Regions from separate parts of the Mus musculus genome. Here regions 2, 3, 4, 5, 6 and 7 are each linked to region 1. A link is a contact called in public HiChIP or PLAC-seq and promoter capture Hi-C data. All regions are on one chromosome and are shown on one strand. Each heading gives the region's core, a stretch centred on a gene start, on an enhancer-like site or on the middle of the called end of the contact. The rest is flanking DNA. Distances are from core to core; before and after follow the strand shown. Region 1 holds the start of Arpc1b (actin related protein 2/3 complex, subunit 1B). Region 2 holds the start of Polr1d (polymerase (RNA) I polypeptide D). Region 3 holds the start of Usp42 (ubiquitin specific peptidase 42). Region 4 holds the start of Cyth3 (cytohesin 3). Region 5 holds the start of Gpr12 (G-protein coupled receptor 12). Region 6 holds the start of Pms2 (PMS1 homolog2, mismatch repair system component). Region 7 holds the start of E130309D02Rik (RIKEN cDNA E130309D02 gene).

Region 1 (2,760 bases), core at 165-2,664:
CTCGTGGAAACCTGAGCTAAATCTTACTGAGCTGGGTGGGTCTGGTGGCACGGGGAACTGAGGCAGGAGAATCACAAGCTCAAGGCCTACGTAACTTCAAGTCCAGCCCCAGAAACTTAAGGAGACTTAAGTGAAGGCTGGGGATGTAGCTCCGTGACTGAGCGTCTGCTGTGTGTGCAGGGCCCTGAGTTTGAATCCCAACACCATTATATATGTATATGTGTGTGTGTGTGTGTGTATACACACACACACATATACATAATCACTGAACATGGGCAGGGTGTTCACTGCAGCAACTGCTCCAAACTTAGAGTATTTTATTACACCAGGCATGATGATGCACTGCTTTAATACCAGAACTCAGAACTTGGAGACACAGACAGAGGCGGATCTCTGAGTTCAAGGGCAGTCTGGCCTACAGAGCTAATTCCAGGGCAATCAGGGCTACACAGAGAAACCCTGGCTCAAAAAAAAAAAAAAAGTATTAATTTATTTACTTACCCTGCGTGTGTGTGTGTGTGTGTGTGTGTGTGTGTGTGTATGTTTACACACTCTAGTTCACTATGGCTGGCATGTGTGTGGAAGTCAGTGCTGGGAGTTCAATTCAGGTCCTTAGGCTGGGCAGCAAGCACCTTTGCCATCTGAGCCATCTTACTGGCCCATTTCTTTGGTTTTTTTGAGGCAGGGTTTCATGTAACCCAGGCTGGCCTTCATCCAGCTCTACAGCCAAGGGTGAACTCGAATCTCATCTCTCTTCCTCCATCTCCCCAGTGCTGGGATGACAGGTGTGGGTTATCACAGGCACCTCTAAGCCAGAATTAGTGATACAGGAGATTGCTGGGAGTCTAGAGAGGAGCTCTCAGAAGGTGGGAGGCACAGCAAAAGGAACTTGAGACGCACCTAACCTGGAAGACCCTTGACCCTGGAGCATCATCACCTGACTGCAAAGCTACTCAGCAACTTGGAGGGAAGTGTGTGGACTTCCGAAGCGAGAAGTCACCTGGAGTGGCAGTGCTCTTCTTCCTGGACGCCAGCGACTCTGCCATCTTTGGGACACAGAGTCTGGGGAACCACGGCTGGGGTGCACCTAGAGTGCGAGGGGCGGGGCAGGAGTCATTAAGTTGCGGGGTGCCTGCGTGTGGCCTCAAAACCTTTGAATTCTTGGTTGCCCGATCTCGGGCTTCCGCCCTCTAAGCGCCCCCCCCCTTCTTCCAGCCTCAGTTTCCCCATTCAGAAAGTAGTTAGGGGCAACAGCGTGCGATCTCCGAACGAATTCTGGGCTGAGCTGGACTTAACTGAGGTCCGGGCGGCTTAGTACCCCGAGGGGTGGGCGGGCCCTGAGATCTGGCCACAGCCGCCCGGGTCCCGCCCCCGGTCCCTGCGGGGCTGTGCCCGAAGGCCCCGCCCCCCGCCCACGAGGAAGTGGCTGCGGCGCTGCGCGGGTCTCAGAGCCGGTTCGGCGCGTCGACTGTCCAGAGTCCGCGGCCGAGGAGACCCGAGGTGAGGGGCGCGGGGTGGTCGCGAGGTGTGTGTGGTGTCTGAGGCCACCTAGAAGTCAGGGGACTCGAGGCGATGTTCGACGGTGAGGGGGATGGGGATGAGAGAGGAGTGGAGAGCCGTGTGCATGGGGGCCTGGTGGGGCTCCCGGCGAGGGTGGGGCTGGCAAGGAGCTAGTGGGGGGCGGCGTTCTGGGGATGCGGGGCGCGGTGGGAAGAATCGCAGAGATTCCCCGCGCACTCGACGCCATCGAGACGGCACAGCCCCAGCCTCGCGCCCCCTCTCCGCTTTCCTGGCCCCGCTTTCGATCCCCGAGACCCGTGTCGCCCCGTTACTTTGGGCGCAGGGCCCCACGCTCAGTCACTTCCCCCTCGGTCCGCAGCCTTCCGGGTTGTTGCGACCGGGAAATGAGCTAGCACCCCTGCCCCGCCTCATCCCCCAGTGACCATACCCGGCAGGGGTCCAGGTTCCTGGTTCCACCCAGCTTGGGCGAGCGGACCCTGGCGGCTCGAGGGGCACCCAGCCAGGCCACCCCGGACAGGGCAGGTCCCGGTGGGGCCCGCAAATAGGCTGGAATCCTGAACTGGGAGCCAGCCCAGGTGCTGGCCATGAAGCTTGTTCCCGCGAGGCAGCTCCAGCCTGGGGCGGTGTGGCTGCTGACGCAGTCGAGCCACCTCGCCTCTCTAGAGCTCAACTTGCCTTGCCTGGAAAATGGGGACCTTCCAGATTTGGAGGCTTAGCTGCCAAATGTGGCTAGTACACTTGGCAGAGTGCCTGCTTGTCTGCTGCTGCAGACCTTATTTCTGCACTCCTTTGAACCTGGCCTTATGAGGTGGGAGGGTGGGGTGGGGTCCGAAGCTGCAGCCCTGCGGGGCGACTTGGAGGGAACAACTTCTTCACGTGGACAATAAAAAAGGAATAGATTTACCACGTGGGCTTCTACTGTAAGAGAATGTGCGGGGCTGGGAGATGGAGCATTGAATAAAAGCACTGACAGGGGTGGAGTTGGGGAGGGGGAATCCTGAGGGTCTGAGTTCGAATACCCCGACACCCATGGGCACTCAAAGACACACAATGAAGCGTGCAAGGCAAAGGTCTGTGTGAATGAAAATTTATTTATTTATTTTGGTTTTTCGAGACAGGGTTTCTCTGTATAGCTCTGGCTGTCCTGGAACTCACTCTGTAGACCAGGCTGGCCTCGAACTCAGAAATCCTCCTGCCTCTGCCTCCCGAGTGCTGGGATTAAAGGTGTACGCTGGTGAT
Region 2 (2,700 bases), core at 145-2,644, 2.0 Mb after region 1:
CTTGCGTGAAACGTGGCAGAAAGCTTTGAAAAGCCAGCGATGTCTTTCCCAAGAGGTGCTTTGTGCGCAAATGCTTCCAAATCGGGACTCATATTTTGGAAATTATACCCCCCACGCTCCCAAACATGTCAAATCTGAAGAGAAAGGTGAGAATTCCCCCGCAACAGGCTGGGGCAAGGAGGAGGGTGCCTCTCTGCTCATCCCTTCCAGGAAACAAAACCAGAGGGCAACTAGCTAGCGCCACTCTGGCTCCAGACAACGTGCAGACGCAAAGTGCAAGAACTCGTTCCCAAACCTCCATGTCTTGAAAAGCGAGAGGCGCGCAGACCTGCATCGGGGTTCCTGGAACCCGCACCCGCACCGGGCCGGGCCAGACAGCACGCGGCCCCCAGCGGTCCCCCAGATGGTCCCCCCTACCCTGACGCCACACCCCGTCACCGCCCGCACCTGAGGCGAAGTAACTCACTGAGGGAAAGCGGCGGGCTCCCCGCGGGAGCGCTGACGAGGACGCCGCCCGGCTCCGCTCCGCTGGGACTCGCCGCCGCCGATTTCCTGGCGAGAAGCAAAGTCCGGCCAAGACTTTACTTCTCAACCGCCCCTGCTGCCTTTCCCCTAGGGGGCGAGCGCAGAGGCCCAACCCGACACGCACCTGAGCCAATCAACGGCGGACAAAGGCGGGACTAAGAGCGGGCTCGGAGCCTCTCGACCAATCAAGGAGTTCGAGGGGCCGAGTCGGCCCTGCTCATCACCCCCGTGTTAGAGTGAGCGCGTTCCGCCCTCCGCCATCGCTCCCGGCCGGATTCTCCCTCTCAGACACACAGAGAAAACGCTCGGGAAGTGTCTGCGTGCACCCCTGGAGCGCCGCGCCGGGCGTGGGACAGCTGAAGGGAGGGGAGGGCTGCGGGACCAGGCTGAGGGAGAACAGGTGGCGGGGGGCGGCTGACGTGTAGGTGTGCAGGGCGAGGGGACAGCTGGGTGGGGCGGGGACCCAGCCTGGCCAGGGTCAGGTGGGAGCTGGGAGGATGCACCTGAGAAGAAGGGCGGTTCCTTGGGATCAAAGGGAAAAGGAGCTGCCAGTCCCACAGCGTGAGCTCCCGAGGAAGGAGGGCGGTGCTCCAAACTCTCACTTCTCTCGCAAAAGAAAGACCATCGCAGCCCTTGCACCTAGTGGAGATGTACATTTGCACCCCAGGGAGAAAAATTTTTAAAACCCACAGTATCGTCAGGAGAGTCATCTCTGCACAACAGTCTCTCTGCTTTTTCAAGGTGCCCCATGAAAGGCCCCTGAGGACTCAAGTCCTGGGAATAGCCAGCCCTGGGGCAGTCGGGTTCCTGGAGAGCCTAGCAGGCCAGAGATCCGACTCTGACTCTTTTTAAATAGCAGGTGTCTCGGGGCGACAGGTGAGAGCCTATGCTCTTCAGTGGCACTTGGGGACCGGCTGGCTGTGCCCGGCAGCTGGCTTAGCTTCCGCAGTTCCAGGTGAACCGTCCTGCCCGCGCCTGGGCGTGGTCGGGGGCGGGACCCGGTTTAGCCCCGCCCACAGAGGGCCCTGCCGCGCCGCTGCGGCTCCGCCCCCCTCCTTCCGTCATCCGCTTCTTCCGTCGGTGGTTTCTTCCTTCCTGCCTTGTCCCGCACCTTTCGCGACATGGGGAAGAGCTTCCATTTCGCCAGCGCCACCTGAGGATTTCCTGGAGCCGCCACCCCCACCTCCCGCGATGGAAGACGATCAGGAGCTGGAGAGGTAAGGGTGGAGGGGAAGAGTGGAGTGGGGCGGCGGGTCGGGCCAGCGAAGCGGGTGGCGAAGGGGCACGCGGCCGACTGCGGCCCGGCGTGGCGGCTAGGCCTGACCCCAGGCGCTGGGGAAGGAAGGAGAGAGAGTAGAGCGGGCCGGGTTGGGAAGAGGGAGGAGCCGTGGGTTTATTTGTAACAGAAAAGCCCAGAGGGATGCTAGCCATCCGGGAGGGGAGAGAAGTTGGGAATCATGCTGTAAGTCCCAAACTGCCACCACCCCCATTAGAACTGCCTCGTTGTAAGGTCACGCACCGGGCCAGCCGTCCCGAGTGGCGGGCCTGGCGTGTTTAAGTTGGCTAAAGTTACTGCAACTCCGCTCTGTGCAGACTGCTCGTAAATTCTCTCTGTCCACCAAATTCTCCCTCCTATTAAACTTTTCACTTCCTTTAACTTAGTAGTTTCCTTACCTCTTTCAAATGGGAGCCGTAACTGAGCCTGCCACCCTGATAACTTGTGGTTGCCATTTTTATGCTAAAGTAATCGTGTTTTTTATACCTGTCAACTCCCTTTTCATCTTGCAGCAGGGCCTACCCTATTGTAACTCTGCCCCTTTCTTTTGCTCTATCCCAAGAAAGATTTTGCAAACATTTAACTTGGTGGGGTTTTTTTTTTTTTCTGAGATGACACCCCTCCCCCTCTTTGCTGGAGTCAAATGAAGTAGGGAAAAACTGGAGTTAAATATCTATGGCTAGAAGTGTGGAGGCAGGAGAATGAGGCAGTGAATCATAAAAAGTTAATCAGAAAACGATATTCCATGTGATCTTATTCTTACAAAAAAAATATGTGTGTAGAAAAATATCAGGATTGAAGACCTCAATGGCTGAAGGCGAGAGGAAGACAGCCCTGGAAATGGTCCAGGCAGCTGGAACAGATAGACAGTGTGTGACATTTGTCCTGCACGAGGAGGA
Region 3 (2,700 bases), core at 152-2,651, 1.4 Mb before region 1:
CTTTAAAAAAAGACACCACTTGGTTTTTAATTGTATTTTGGTAAACAGAATGATTAGCCGTAAAACTCTGCAAACCAAGTACTTACTGTAGTCTTGAATCAATGATTACAGAAAAGAAAGTGAAACTGTCCCTGAGTAAAAACAAATAAGTGTAACTCATTATTCACAGACCTAAGCATCTGAATGAGTGACATGGTAAAAGCAGAACGTTTAAAATGCATGCTTTGAAGAAAAGTTCTCCTCCATAAACAGCTGTGCGAACCTGGATCCGGTTGTTACTTTGTAAAAGGGGCGTTAACTAGTTTCCCCGACACTTTTTGTTACTTGAGTGTATTTACTTGAAAGAACCACAAACAAGCAAGTCCTAAGGCCTTCAGATATAAAAGAGCTATTCAACAAAAGTAATCTCAACTGTATTCTAGGGAGGTTAAAGTCCTAGATTGTAAAACTTTGGTCCCGTCAAATTTTCATTTCAAACATCTGAATCTGATCCCTCCCACCCGCCCTTTCCTCCAGGTAAGTTGGTTCTCTGTGCCCCAAAAGATAAAGAGCCTGGGGGAGGAAGGCACACTCGCTTTTTCGGAGGGGAAAGAGCTACGGGGCTCCTCCCCCCCACCCCAACACCCCCGGCTGTCCGCCTCTCTTGCGGGTGTCCGCTCCGCTACGGCGTGGGCAACTCGGGTGTTCTGCTGAGGAGCCTAGTGGACTGCGCCCGGGTGGGAAAGTTTGTCGGGGTGGGGTGGGGGCGGGGAGGCCAGCCCGGAGCTCCGAGGGGCGCCCTGGAGCCGGAGGTGGCAGCCACGCGGGGGGGCGGCGGGCGGGCCCCGGACGCCGGCTACGCCGGCTACACTGTCCCGGCGTGCACACGCCCACCCCGGCAGCTCCAAACGCGCCGGGCGGCCCGGTAGCTGCCGGCCGCCCGAGCAGCGGACCGAGGGGGCGGGCTGGGGCCGGTGGGGGTGGGAGCGCTGTGGCCATGGCAACCAGGGGGGTCCGGCCCTTCCGTGCAACCCCGGCGCTGCCTTCGCTGCGAGCCCGCCCGCCGTGGCCACCGCCTCCTGCTCTGCGGGCCTGGCCCGGCCGGGCGGCGGCAGCGCCAGTCCCGCAGCCGTGGGGTCCCCGGGCCGCCCGGCGGCTGTAGAGGGGGCGGCGGGCGAGGGGCCGCGCTAGTCCCGGCGGGCCGCGGCCGGCTGAAGGCGGCGGGGCGGCTGAGGCCGCGAACCAGGGACACGCGGCCCGGCCCCACGCCGGCCTGCAGCGGGCGGGAAGGAGGCGGGAGCTTACCTGACCCGGCTCGGCACTCGCTCCATCCCCCTCGGCCGCCGCCGCCGCCGCCGCCGCACACAGCCCAGCCGCCCGGCGGGGGACAATGACGTGCCTCCATCCGGGCACCGCCGCCGCCGCCTCCGGGTCAGCGCCGCACCCGCAGCTTGCCGGCCGGGCCGCCAGGGGGCGCACCAGGGCCGCGCCCGCACGCGCCGCCGCCACGGCCTCCGCCGCCCAGGGGCCGTCGCGCAAGAGGCGCGGCGCGCAGCTAACGGGCCGGGCAAACGCGGGAGGGGCCGTCGCCCAAGGGCGGCGGGGCGCGGGCTGGCCTCACGCGTCAGCTAAGCGCCGGGCTCCGCCGGAGAAAGCACACTGATTGGTCCGACGCCCTGATTGGCGGGATGCACTGATTGGCTGGGTGTCCGGCAGCAGGGCGGGGAGGGGCCGCTTCCGTTCAGAGTTCCCGGAGTGGCCCGGGTTGGGGCCCTAAAGCCAGTACACCTGAGCTCCCATCCCGGGAGACTCATGCCTCTCCTACGCGTGGCCCTGCGGACTACGGTGGCGAGGCCACTGGGCTCTGCGATCCACGGGCCCTCACCGCGATGGGGCCTCCGCTGTCTCTACCTTACGTAGCCCTGCCAGGCTAAAGAGCAGACCATGCACCCCCCTCAACGTCTCACTTCAAGTCTTAGCTCTCCAGATTGAGGCAACTGCGCCCCAGTCCTACAGTCATGCTTCTTGTTACTTCCTGGATCCTGAGGCTGGACAAAGTAGTTCATCCTTGTATTCTCTCCCCTCCAGCGCCTGCCTGTGGTACCCATTTAGTACACACCCCTGAAGAGCATTCACTGCTGATCAAAACCTTTCACCCCCTAGACCACCAGTTCACTACACCCTACTGACCTAAAGAGCTGTGGTCCTGCCCACCACCCACTTGCCTTCTCTCTCACTAAGCCTAGTCTAACTGACTCCTCCAGCACTCCACTCTGGTTTCACTATACTCTTGTGGACACAGTTTTTTGTTTTATTTTAAAACACAGATCAGAAGAAGAAGCTAAGCTCTTTAGCTTGGGCATTAAAAGTCCCATTTTAATGATTCCCAGTACAGGTGAGTCTGAGACAGGAGAATCACAAGTTTGAAGACACCCTGTGCTACAGAAGGACTCCCAGTCTCAAAACAAAACACCCAACTCCATATTTCCTTTTTCCTTTCATTTATTCCAGCCACAGCATGCTATGTTAAGCTTTTAACATTATAAAGAGGTCAGGAGCCTATACCTACTCATGCTACCAACTTCATTACAGTCCCTATAGGTTGGCTATAAAATGTCTATTGAGTATTTGGAGCAAAAAACTCAAGTACTTTGAGGAATTAAAAAGGAGAAAGAGAATCCTAGTTGCTCACATTTCAGCATCTCCTGTCAAAATTAACAC
Region 4 (2,700 bases), core at 168-2,667, 1.5 Mb before region 1:
GAATGAGAAAATCGAGCCATAGATTTGGAACAGGGGAGTACTGAGTCCGTCTGCCCAGCCCTGGGCTGTGCCCACGGGAAATTGAATTCAGAGCTCCTACTGCATCATAAATCCAGGGCAGCTGGCAGCAAGCCAAGGGAGACTAACGCTCAACTGCACGGGCATCTGACGCCAGACTGGCCAACCCCTGTACTAATGCTTTCTGAGAGCCGAGCCCCAGCTGTGCCGGACTGGGGTTAGGGTTCAACAGCATCACTATATTCATTTACCAACCTAATACTTTGTTAATTCTAAAATGCATCCAATCCGCAGGAAAAATGAGACTCCATTATTATTATACACCCAAAAGATAAAAGGCTGGAATTACCCTAACATTCTGAGGGTAAAGAAGGGAGGAGGTGGGGGTGGGGAGAGTCTTCTCATGGGCTCGTTTTCAGATGATGATGATGATGACTTCAGACAGAGACTCACTAGGTAGCCCTGGCTAACTTGGAACTCACTAAGCAGACTAAACCCACTAAGATTCTGTTGAGATTGGCTTGCTGTGGTCAAAGGTATTCGCCACCGCACCCAGTTTTTATTATTTTTAAAATAAACACTTAAAAAAAGATTTATTTAGCTGGGCATGGTGGCTCATCCTTTTAGCTCCAGCATTCAGGAGTCAAAGGCAGGAAGATCTCTGAGTTCAAGGTCAGCCTGGTCTACAGAGAAAGAGTTCCATGACATTGATGGCTATGCAGAGAAACCCTATCTCAAAAAGTTTTTTTAAAATTTTATTTTGTGTGTATCAGTGTTTTGCCCGCACATATATGTGTGCACTACAAGCATGCCTGATGTGGGTGGAGGTAAGAGTGTGCCAGATAACCGTCATATGAGTGCAGGTGCCCTTGGAGGCCGGAAGTATTGGATCCTTTTTGTAGTCATAGTTACAAGGGTTCTGTGGGTGCTGAGAACCAAACTCTGATTCTCTTCAAGAGCAGCGAGTGCTCTTAACAACAGAACTACATCCCCACACAATTATTACTGTGTGTATGTCATGTGTGGACGCCCACGCATGCTGCGGTCACAGTAAAACTTTATAGTCAGTTCTTTCCTTCTGCCTTTAAGTGGGGGCCACTTGAGCCAATCATCAGCCTTCCTTTTCAGATAGTTTCTCACTCCCTACTCTATGCATTTGCGAGTCGCAGCCCTTAGCCATCAGGTTTTGTAGAGCAGGGCGTCCTCGTGCTCCTGATAGACCCGGCTTCCTCTCCAGGATGCTCTAGAGGGGCAGACAGGAGGTTCGAGGGAGAGTGCTGCGCTGCAGGATCCAAGTCTCCTAGCTAAGCAGCTACTGCAGCTACTGCAAGGCCGGGCGGAGTCTGGTGGGCGGGACCGCTCGGCGTCTAGGCTCCGCCCACACCGACAGGGGAGGCGTGGTTTTGTGTCACGTGATGGCGCCGGAGCAGTGAGGCTCCGCCCGGCCCTCCGTGGAGGCCCGGCCGCGACCCGGGCCGCGCTCGCTGAGGAGCTCTCCGGTTCTCCCCGCGACCACTTCTCTTAGTCCCGGCGTTCAGCCCAGTCGCTCCCGCCGGCTCCGGGCTCGCCGGCTGGCGGGGAGTGGCCTCAAAATGGACGAAGGCGGTGGCGGTGAGGGCGGCAGCGGTGAGTGATGGAGGTGTGGCCGGCTCTCTGGGCGGCCCTGAGGCCGAGGGTCGCGCTGTTGAGAGCCCAGGCTTGAGACGTGGGGCCGGGTGTCGGGTGGGGTGGCGGCGACCGTGGGGAGGTGCGCGGGGTAAGGCGGGGACTCGGGCTTCGCTGCCCTGGTGAGAGGACATGTCGGAGACCGCGGGGTCGTCGCCCAGCGCGGTCGCGGGTCGCGGGTTCGAGGCCGGGGTCTCCGCAGCACAGCTCCAGGTCGCCTTTCTGAGATGGGGCCACTCTGCGGGGCGACCTTCCCAGCGTCTCATTGCCAAGGGCGTCCACGCCCTCCCTAGCCCAGCTGTTTCGGACGGGCCCCTCTCCTTTTCAGCTCTCCTCAGGTGTCTGGAGCTTGGGAGCTCCTGGATGGGGAGGGGAAAGTTTTCAATTTGGAGGACTCGGAGGGCCCGGAGGGTGGGGTGGATCGGTCGGGGGAGAGGAGGAAGGTTGGAAGTCATGACCACGTCTCTGATTTTTAGATCAGAAGTACTCATTGGGAATGGCTTAAAGGACATGAGGGGCAGGCAGCTCCAGTCCAGGTCTGAGTATGCATTTTTTTATCAAATAGAAAAGAAAAAATGCTACAGAGAAGGGGTCGGGTGTAAAAATAAAAAGGGGGCCAAATAGCACAAATGATAGAATCATTGTCTAGCATGCCCAGGACGCTGAGTTTGATCCCCAACACCACCAAATGGAAAATATAATTAAGAAATTAAAGGGGTCAGGTGGGATTCCTTTAAAGCCGAGGGTGGGATGCGGGAGCCACAGCAGCGAGACTGTTAGACTCCTGGACAGGTGCCTGTGACAGACACCCTTCCAGAGGTGGGCTATCAGTTCTCCGTGTTGCTCAGGCTGTATGTATGTGCCTGACTTTGAGTTCCACCCTGCTGCAAATGAGCCGGTTGCAAATTACTCAACGGAGTACAGATTCCTGTTGTGTCATTTCATGAATTTGGTTTCCCAAAACATCAAGAGTCACCGTTTGTGGAGTGGGACTTTACTTGAAGTAAGCAAAGGGTT
Region 5 (2,824 bases), core at 175-2,674, 1.5 Mb after region 1:
ATGATGAGTCCCAGGCCAGCCAGCAGGTCTGCAAGAGCCAGGCTGCCTATCAGTAGGAACATGGGGGCTCGCAGGCTGGGGCTGTGGAAGATGATAAGGACCACAACGGCATTTTCACAGCAGATGAGGGTTCCTGAGCTGCACAAGACAATGTCCCAGGGGTTGACAACGAGCTCGGGTTCTGACTCCGCAACAGAGCCCTGGGAGGGGACAGCGGCTGAGATGTTCTCTGGAGCACCGGCATCTATACAGTCCCGAGGCAGCCCGCTTAAATTGACCTTCGGGTCTTCGTTCATTTTAACCCCTGTCCTCTTCAACGGAAAGACAGGCTTTTTAATGTTTGGGTACAGTAGGGTGCCAATCCAAGATCATGCAAAACACACAGAGAAAGACAGACAACCCTGGGCTCAGCTATCAGTGTCAAAATGCCACGAGCTTCAGGAATTAAAAACAAAAGCTAAAGTCTGCAACCGAAATGCTGTTTGTCTCTGAGGGAAACACGGATCAGGACTCCCGAGGCGGCACATGCACACTCGCACACTTGCCAAAACGCTGAAAACCGACATTGGCTAATTGCATCTCCCATGCCGAAAACCAACAACTGTTTGACATCTGGGCTGCTGAGAGAGCACCGCCCAGCAGCCACAAGTCTGCAGGAGGGTGGAATATTTTAAGGGCCCCAAACTCCCACCCTTCCCAAACATACCTCACGCGCGAGCACACCCCCAAACACACCTCCAGACTCAAACAAAGGGGTGGGGTCCCAGTCTCTCCCATGTGCACCGCTCAGAGTGCAAGGGCTACAAAAAAGGTAGGTGTGTACCACAGAGGTGCCCAGACAGACAGAGAGAAAGATATGCATGCATTTGGCACCGCTCCCCTAGCAGCGGGGACGCGCAGCCTGCGGGGCAGGGGGTTACCGGGGGTCACCTTGGCACGCCCTGGCCGAGGGGTGGCTCCTTCAGTGCTGCCGAATAGCTCGGGCCACCCGCGTGGCACGTCCGTGGTGGCGCCCGCGGCAGGTGAGCTGCGGTGCTCGCGCCCGGCTCTCCGCCCTCCGCGCTCCCCGCCGGGCGCGCATCCGCGGGAACCCCACGAGGCTGCGCGCGCCCCCGCAGGTCGCAGCTGCGTGAGGGGCGGGAGCCCGCCACCGTGGACGCCCGCCTGCAACAGTCATGCGAAGACCCACTCGAACGGCCGGAGAGTCTGGCGACCTACTTTGATCCTGTGGCTTCCCCGAGGCGCCCTTGACCCTGGGGCTCGGCTTCTTATGCTTTCCCCTAAAGAATTGTAAACGGCCGGGTTTTCGGGATGAACAGGAGGAATGCGGGGTAAGCAGGTTAGGGCTGGCGGAGGAGACTTACAACAGCAAGCGACTCCCTCTCTTAGATTGCAGTTGGCCGGTCTGCAAATTATTGTTCCCTTGGGGACGTTCGCTTAACTGGATAGGAGCTGCTGCTACTTAGATCGCCCAGCTGCACTTATTAGGCACTCTCGGAGCCGTTCGCGAGTGGAAATCATTTAGGGCATTCTTGCAAAAGCTTCCTTCAGGCACTGGCCCAAACCCAATTCATTTAAGTACCCAAGTGACACTTATTAATTTATTGTTTCCTGTACCTCATCCGCGGAGTCTAGGGTTAAGATCCTGAAGGTTGCCTGCCGGAAAAGGACTAGCCTGTGTCTCTCATCCTGGAACCGGATCAGATCTTAAATTTAATCACGCTCTCCAGCCTAAAGGTGGGAGGAGAAAAGTCCTATTTCCGTGTGACCTCAATGTTGTGCAAGGCAAAGGATCCTGAGGACCCTTCATATGGGGTTATCATCAGATGCATCTGCCTCCCCTGTGTCTCACTGAAATTCCTACTCCAGCCTACCAGGCTCCAAGTCTTAGATCTCTTTTTACCCCATGTTCCCCCACCCCAGCCCCAGCCCCGCGCGCATCCATCAGCAGCTGTCTCTACCGTGTCATGCTCCTGGTACCAAAACCCTCCCTTCACCTCCCTGGTTACAACCTTCCTCTAGCCGCCCCTTCCCCCTTTCTCACTAAGGCAACACACTAAACCCGGTGTGACCTTGCCATAATGCAGCAGATCCGTTCCGCCCAACCTGAGCTCTCACACTGCTTCTGAACTCTCTCCCTGGACATTCTGCTTTGGGACACGTGGAGCTGTTGAGTTTTCTGCTGAGTCTTCTCATGTCCCCCAAAAGGCTCCAGGACTCTTTCTGAGTCCTGTATTCCCTGCGGCAACACTTCTGAAACTTGACTTAGAAACCAGCAGTTCTGGGGTTGGGGTCCCGGCGTCAGTCCCAAGATGCTGGTGATGCCGACCTGCGGGTCACACTTTAAGAAACGAGGTTCTATGGAGTTTAATAGTCGTGTGTATGGAAAGGAGACATCACTTGCGTCAAGGACCGTTTGAAAGCCTGCGTGAACAAATTCACGAAGACATTATCTTAGCACTCACAGACACACCCTGGACCAGTGGTAAGACAAAAATCAACATTATCCCAGGTAGCAGGTACTGCTGTGAAGGGATGCTCCTGTCTCTTTTCATTTCTTTGTAATAAGCGGAAGCATTTTTAGAACAGAGCAATGGGAAATGAGCAATGTGGGGCTGGAGAGGTGGCTCAGTGGTTACATGCTCTGACTGCTCTTGCAGTGGACCTGGGTTCAGTTCCAGGCGCGTATAAGGTGACTCACAACCATCTGCAACTCCAGTTCCAGGGAATACGACGCCCTCTTCTGGCCTCCTGGAGCATTACATGCACAAGGTACACACAATACAAGCAAACACTTAATATACATAAAATAAACAGGTTGTTT
Region 6 (2,700 bases), core at 116-2,615, 1.2 Mb before region 1:
AAAAAAGAAAGAAAGAAAATGAGATCAAACAATAGTGATAAGCATGGTAAGATAATTGTTCTGAGTTAGGCAGGCACACACTTCTAACCCCAGCACTTGGAAGCTCTTTCTCCACTGGTGGAGAAAGGGCTCAAGATTATCTTTGGCTGTAAGAATCCCAGGACAGCCTGGGCTACAAAGGCACTGTTTCTGCCCCACACTCCCATGGCCAGGAAACACGAAAAAGGACCTCAACTTACTTAGAAACTGGAGACATCCAAATTAAAACTACATTAGGATGTCTCCATTATCCTGCTGGTAACAGCTTAAACCTGTATAACCGCTTTGAAAAAGAACTTAAAAAGTGGAAGGCAAACCTGCCCACTGGGCCAGGAATTCCATTCCTATACAGGCTATTTATGTTAGCTAGTCTATAAATTCCAGCGCCCATGAGTGAGGACCGGGCAGATAAATAAGCGGGGTGTGGCCAGGAACAAGATCACTCACTATCGTTATAACAAAATCTTGTACAGTATGCCAGACAACAGAACACATACTATGTTTCCAGACCATCAAGATTATATAGCTTAAAGATAGCCTCCACAACCTAACCGCGAAAAAAACAACACATAACTACAGTAAAAGTCGGGACCTCTTGTGGAAAAGTTAAACTGGGAAGGATGGGGCACTAAACCCGTCAACCTGGGTTATGGTAACCCTGGGATCGCTCTGAAAATTCCTCCGAATGAGCATTTTTCGTGTTGTTCACTTTTCTGTGCGCCTGGAGATCGTGACAGGAACCCACAGCAGCACTCATCTAGGAGGATTTTGTCGGACCCGGCCGCAGAAGGGACCGGGACCCTAGGCAGACACAGCGCCGGCGCGCTAGACTGGACGAGGGATAGGGCAGGGTGCGGCGCGGCACGAACGGCGCCTGCGCACCAGGCAGGGGCCGCACGCTCCTACCTGCACGTGGCCCGCGTCGGTGGCGGGGCTGGTGGTCTTGCTGTGCACGTTGGGGAGCCGGTACATGCAGGTTGGAAGCTCTACATGCAGAGGTGCGCTGCCTCCATGATAGGGCTTTACCTGGTACATCGGCATGGTGGGAACCCAAGGAAGGTAGCGGGCGAGGGACAGGAACGCTCAGAAGCCACCCAAGGCCACCTCAGACAGCAGCCGCCTTCTTTCTGACTCTGCTGCTGGCGTTCCGGAAAATGAAGTCCCCGAGCTTTCATTGGCCGGGCTGGTCTAACGTCACCAACTTGACCTTTGAGTTGGCCAATCACCGGTAAAGAGGTCTTGGCATGCCTTCGCTAGCCCGCCCGGAAGGGGCGGATCATATGTCAAAAGCAACCAATGGGTGTTCCAGGAGACGCGTCTTTTCCCGAGAGCGGCAGCGCCAACTCTCCCGCGGTGACTGTGACTGGAGGAGTCCTGCATCCATGGAGCAAACCGAAGGCGTGAGGTGAGCTGGACTTGTGGTCTCCGGGCGCATTCTATAGAGTTCCCGGTATCCCGGTCTCTTGAAAGGACCGGAAGTGGCTGAGGCGCGAGGCGGGCAAGCTCGCGGACTGGACCGGGTCCTCTGTGAGGAAGCTATTTCCTCGGCATCCTCCCGCCACAGGCCGTGCACTTGAAACCCAGCACGAAAATCAGTCGCCGTAGACAAAATTCGTTTCCGCTGTTTGTTTATTTATTGAGTCTTTATTCTTGAAGACTTGGGGAGGGAGGCTTAAAGGCTCACGCTGATCTTGCAGTCAATAGGGTTTTTAACTTTTATTATATTGAGGTGCTTCTGTGCGTTTGGTGTAGTGTTCACAGGCGGCATCATAGCAGTGAAGCACATCTTCGAAGGCCAGCACAGTTACATTCGGTGACAGATTTGTAAATGCAAATTTGCTGTCTGTATTTTAACCTTGTGATTTCCCCAGAGATCCTTTGCAGTTAGAACGAGTGCAAGTGTTTGTTTTGGTTTTTTGAGGTAGTGCTTTGAACTCGGGATCCTCCTACTTCAAACACCCGAGTGCTGTGATAACCAGCGAGGTTCTGTGCAAGGTAGATTGAAGAGAAAAGAGGTTGGTTGGTTTATTTCACCAGGGTTTTTGGAAGTCTACTATATGTCAGACCATATGGAAAATACCCTAAAATTGTTACTGCAAGGATGCACCTATGTTCTGTTATACTTTTATGGGGCATTTCATAGCCGGGAAACTATTTTTATGGTGACTAAACCGTAGGGGAATTAGTGATAGTAGATTGGGACCTTGTCGTTGCTAGACTTCAAACTTCATATGATAGGCAATGAGCACCACTAAAAATTTAAACCTAAAGATTTTTTTCGACTGGATTTGTAATTGTAAAAAGAAATTGGTGGGAATCAAGCCACACCTATAATCCGAGCAGGAACAGGCTCAGCAGGAGTTCATAGTTACCTTTAACGACATAGGGAGTTTGAGGGCGCTCTGGGCTACCTTGGAACCTGTGTCAGAGTGAACAAAACTGGTGGTAGCAATCAGGGTAAACTGGAGACAAAAAGGCGATTACCCTAGGCCAGCCAGGACAGAAAGAGACTTAACCCGTTCGCTGAGTGTGGTCGTGAGGTGGGACTATCATTTGGAGGCTGAGAATGAACTCTTGTCTCAAACATGAGCTCTGAGGACTTTCATCAGAGCAGTGTAGGCAGCATGGATTTGGGTACAGGTTTCAAAAGCAATTATGAGA
Region 7 (2,700 bases), core at 83-2,582, 1.8 Mb before region 1:
GTTTGCTCCATAAAAAAAACGGGACTGGGTGTAGCACCCAGGCAGGGATGATCGATGACATCACGCACGTGTAAAAGACCTCTACGAACATCCAAACTCTTGTTATCCTGTCTACGGAGACTGTGGGAGACGCTATTTCGAGAGCAGTACCTGGAGCCAGGAGGCCGCACATTCCAACACGGGGATCCGACACACGGCCACGGCCATGGAGACCAGCTTTCCCAACAAGCTCATTCGGCTGTCGTCGGCTTTGTTCCCTTGGGGGCTGAAAAGGGAGGAGAAAATGATCTGCCGCACAGAGTCCTTGCTTTGCTCCTGGAAGTAACTGCACATGATTTCAAGAAGCTGGAGCTCCTGGAGGGAATTCAGTCTCTGTAAAAACAAACCCGGAAGAGAAGCTGTGAGAAGAGGGCCTCCACCTGCCCCTTAGCTCCCACCCTAAGAGATTAGGGAAGTGGATGCTTAGAATCCCAGCGCACACGAGGCTGAGTCTAGCCGATAATGAGTTTCAGGCTGGCCCGAGATACATGGTACACAGAAAGACAGTGTTTGAAAAAGGAAAACAGATCTATTCTTTTTCCCAGGGTGTATTTTTTTCACCCTTCAGAAGCCTAAGCCCGGGGGGGCTTAACTCTATGAATAAGCAAAGGAAAAAACCCTGCATCTAGTTAAGCGACATCCCAGAGGGATGTTAAGTAGCCAGTTCACAAAGCCACCACCCCGGATCATTCATTGGTGGGCGACTGTCACACGCCTGCGAAACGGGCACGCGGCTGAGCAACGCCGCTGGACTGCAAGGCCGGGGGAGCGGAAAGAGGAGCGAGACCTCGGGGCGAGCTCCTGTCACCGAGCGAGGGCACGGCCGGGGCGGGCACCTTGGGCTGCGCGCCGCGCTCCTTGGGCACTTGGAACACGAACTCCTCCAGCAGCTCCACGGAGCCCTTGTCCACGATGGGCAACGGCGCGCTCTGCAGCTGGCTGCTGAAGTAGATGTCCAGGTGGTACAGCACCTCCTTGGCGGCGCTCAGCGCGTCGCGCCGCAGCAGCGAGTGGCGGATGTCGCTCATGGTGCGGCCGCCCTGTCCCCGCCGCGAGTCCTACTTCCGCCCGGAGACAAAGAGGCGCGACCGGCCTGGGCCCCGACGCGGGCAGGGTCGCGGCGCCCGCCCGCCTCTAACAGGCGCCAACCCGCTCAGGGGACCATCGTCGCCGCTGCCGCCGCCGCCACGGGCCAGCGAGTATCCTGGGGTCCGACTGCGGCGCCGCCCAGAGCCGCGGGAGCCGACGCCGCTCGGCCGAACCGGCGGCTGAATGGCGACGGCGGCCCGCAGGGGCCAAGCTCGGGCTGCGGCCGCGCGCTCTCGTGGGCGCCCCCTGGCGGTGAAGCCCGCACGGGCAAGCACGAGGCCCCGCCCCGCCGTCTTCGCAAGAGTTTCTCCGGCTTCAGAGGTGTTTGATTATCAGACACTCGGAGGTGTTCTGAGCCGGCACCACGCACCCAAGCCTTCTCATGCTCCCCTCCAACCAGGACGTGCTCTGATCGCCCCCGGGAGTGGGGCGACTACTAGGACAAATGATGCTTGTAAGCACCCCCACGCCCTGATCCTTCTGTTCCAGGGTCAGTGTTTCCAAATTCTCTCCTGACTCCTGGACCCTCTTAACTGCTATGCTCTAGCCCAGCCCAGGAGGACTATGGGAATCTTAGTACAAGGTTTAGCCCACGTGCTCCCTGTTCCTGAAAACCCTCCCACCCTACAACACTCCCACTCCCCAGCTCAAGATTTCTATACAATCTATGGGCGATGGTTTATTTACAATTTATACTAAACTAGCTGTTAATGAAGACTGGAGATTTTTTTTTTTCTTTTGGTTTTTCGAGTCAGGGGTACTCAGTGTAACCCTGGCTGTCCTGTAACTCACTGTGTAGACCAGGCTGGTCTCAAACTCAGAGATCCACGTTCCTCTGCCTCCTGAGTACTGTGATCAAAGGTGTGCACCACCACCGCCCATCGGGGAGTAGAGATTTTAAACAGAATGGAAAAGTCTTGCGTGTGGCTCACAAATACAATGACTAAGAGGCCTATGGCTGAGAGGATTTAGTTAAGATGATAAAGGGCCCCTGCCTGGGAAAGAACAGACCAGGGAGAGAGTGCAGCTGGGCACAGCCCAGAGACTCTCTTGTACATCAGGGAACAGACTTTATGGTCCTAGTTCAGGCGCCCAAGGGTGCAGTGAAAGAGGCAAAGGCCTCCTTGTCACCCAGAGCCTTGGACATCTCTTGACCCTTCTCACACTAGGACCTCAGAAGTTACTGGATCTAGCAGAATATAGGCAGGAGGGAAATCTGCCCTGGGAGACACGAGAACTCAGCAAGCCTAGCTTCCCATCTCTTTTTCCCCACTAAAGCCCACTCACGCCCACACAGCAGAAACCAACACAGACAATGATGAGAAAACAAATATCCATGTGTACAAATAGGTGTGCACTGTATTTAAAAGGCAGGGCACTTCCGCTCTATTTCTCCTTTTTCTTGTAACTGGGGGTAGCAGGTAGAAAGATCTCTCGAAGGTTGCTCCTAAACCCGTGGGAGTGAATGTTCTGGTGGATCCGGGGCTCAGCTGATGGGGACCAAGCCACCAGAGGCCAGCGCTGGCACCAGGCCCAGTCGCCTTTATACCATTCATTTGTGGTCTGGTTGGT

What was found. Promoter capture Hi-C pulls out the DNA fragments that hold promoters and counts their contacts. HiChIP or PLAC-seq counts read pairs in DNA pulled down with a chosen protein or histone mark. Capture Hi-C pulls out chosen DNA fragments and counts their contacts.
Region 2: a contact with region 1 is called in an HNF4G HiChIP or PLAC-seq map of pancreatic cancer cells. The contact joins the promoter of Polr1d here to the promoter of Arpc1b in region 1. A contact is called at or near these places in 1 of 39 promoter capture datasets (embryonic stem cells) and 4 of 115 datasets of contacts at active chromatin or transcription factors (astrocytes, extraembryonic endoderm stem cells, large pre-B cells and 1 more).
Region 3: a contact with region 1 is called in a promoter capture Hi-C map of pre-B cells. The contact joins the promoter of Usp42 here to the promoter of Arpc1b in region 1. A contact is called at or near these places in 2 of 39 promoter capture datasets (cranial neural crest and pre-B cells).
Region 4: a contact with region 1 is called in an HNF4G HiChIP or PLAC-seq map of pancreatic cancer cells. The contact joins the promoter of Cyth3 here to the promoter of Arpc1b in region 1. A contact is called at or near these places in 1 of 39 promoter capture datasets (liver) and 1 of 115 datasets of contacts at active chromatin or transcription factors (pancreatic cancer cells).
Region 5: a contact with region 1 is called in a promoter capture Hi-C map of pre-B cells. The contact joins the promoter of Gpr12 here to the promoter of Arpc1b in region 1. A contact is called at or near these places in 1 of 39 promoter capture datasets (pre-B cells), 1 of 484 Hi-C or Micro-C datasets (B cells) and 1 of 115 datasets of contacts at active chromatin or transcription factors (astrocytes).
Region 6: a promoter capture Hi-C map of adipose tissue shows a contact between it and region 1, with 2.1 times the contacts expected there. The contact joins the promoter of Pms2 here to the promoter of Arpc1b in region 1. A contact is called at or near these places in 2 of 39 promoter capture datasets (liver and pre-B cells), 1 of 115 datasets of contacts at active chromatin or transcription factors (pancreatic cancer cells) and 1 of 9 other capture datasets (adipose tissue).
Region 7: a contact with region 1 is called in a promoter capture Hi-C map of embryonic stem cells. The contact joins the promoter of E130309D02Rik here to the promoter of Arpc1b in region 1. A contact is called at or near these places in 2 of 39 promoter capture datasets (embryonic stem cells and liver).

The regions. Positions count from the first base shown.
Region 1 is chr5:145,112,842-145,115,601 of GRCm38.p6, forward strand. Arpc1b (actin related protein 2/3 complex, subunit 1B) reads left to right here and starts at 1,415. Exons shown (of 10, transcript NM_023142.2): 1 at 1,415-1,500.
Region 2 is chr5:147,075,952-147,078,651 of GRCm38.p6, forward strand. It overlaps Polr1d (polymerase (RNA) I polypeptide D), which reads left to right and starts at 1,395. Exons shown (of 3, transcript NM_181730.4): 1 at 1,395-1,742. The coding sequence starts at 1,717. Lnx2 (ligand of numb-protein X 2) reads right to left here and starts at 621. Exons shown (of 10, transcript NM_080795.4): 1 at 467-621.
Region 3 is chr5:143,730,879-143,733,578 of GRCm38.p6, forward strand. It overlaps Usp42 (ubiquitin specific peptidase 42), which reads right to left and starts at 1,402. Exons shown (of 18, transcript NM_029749.2): 1 at 1,285-1,402. It overlaps Gm38737 (a long non-coding RNA gene), which reads left to right and starts at 1,577. Exons shown (of 3, transcript XR_868672.3): 1 at 1,577-2,700.
Region 4 is chr5:143,621,030-143,623,729 of GRCm38.p6, forward strand. Cyth3 (cytohesin 3) reads left to right here and starts at 1,418. Exons shown (of 13, transcript NM_011182.4): 1 at 1,418-1,644. The coding sequence starts at 1,611.
Region 5 is chr5:146,583,815-146,586,638 of GRCm38.p6, forward strand. Gpr12 (G-protein coupled receptor 12) reads right to left here and starts at 1,425. Exons shown (of 2, transcript NM_001359056.1): 1 at 931-1,425; 2 at 1-311. The coding sequence starts at 296. It overlaps Gm34333 (a long non-coding RNA gene), which reads right to left. Exons shown (of 4, transcript XR_377206.1): 4 at 2,802-2,824.
Region 6 is chr5:143,908,636-143,911,335 of GRCm38.p6, forward strand. Pms2 (PMS1 homolog2, mismatch repair system component) reads left to right here and starts at 1,366. Exons shown (of 15, transcript NM_008886.2): 1 at 1,366-1,444. The coding sequence starts at 1,422. Aimp2 (aminoacyl tRNA synthetase complex-interacting multifunctional protein 2) reads right to left here and starts at 1,204. Exons shown (of 4, transcript NM_001172146.1): 1 at 946-1,204. The coding sequence starts at 1,080.
Region 7 is chr5:143,314,028-143,316,727 of GRCm38.p6, forward strand. It overlaps E130309D02Rik (RIKEN cDNA E130309D02 gene), which reads right to left and starts at 1,333. Exons shown (of 6, transcript NM_172726.4): 1 at 876-1,333; 2 at 151-372. The coding sequence starts at 1,067. It overlaps Zdhhc4 (zinc finger, DHHC domain containing 4), which reads right to left. Exons shown (of 8, transcript NM_028379.5): 8 at 2,462-2,700. The coding sequence ends at 2,515.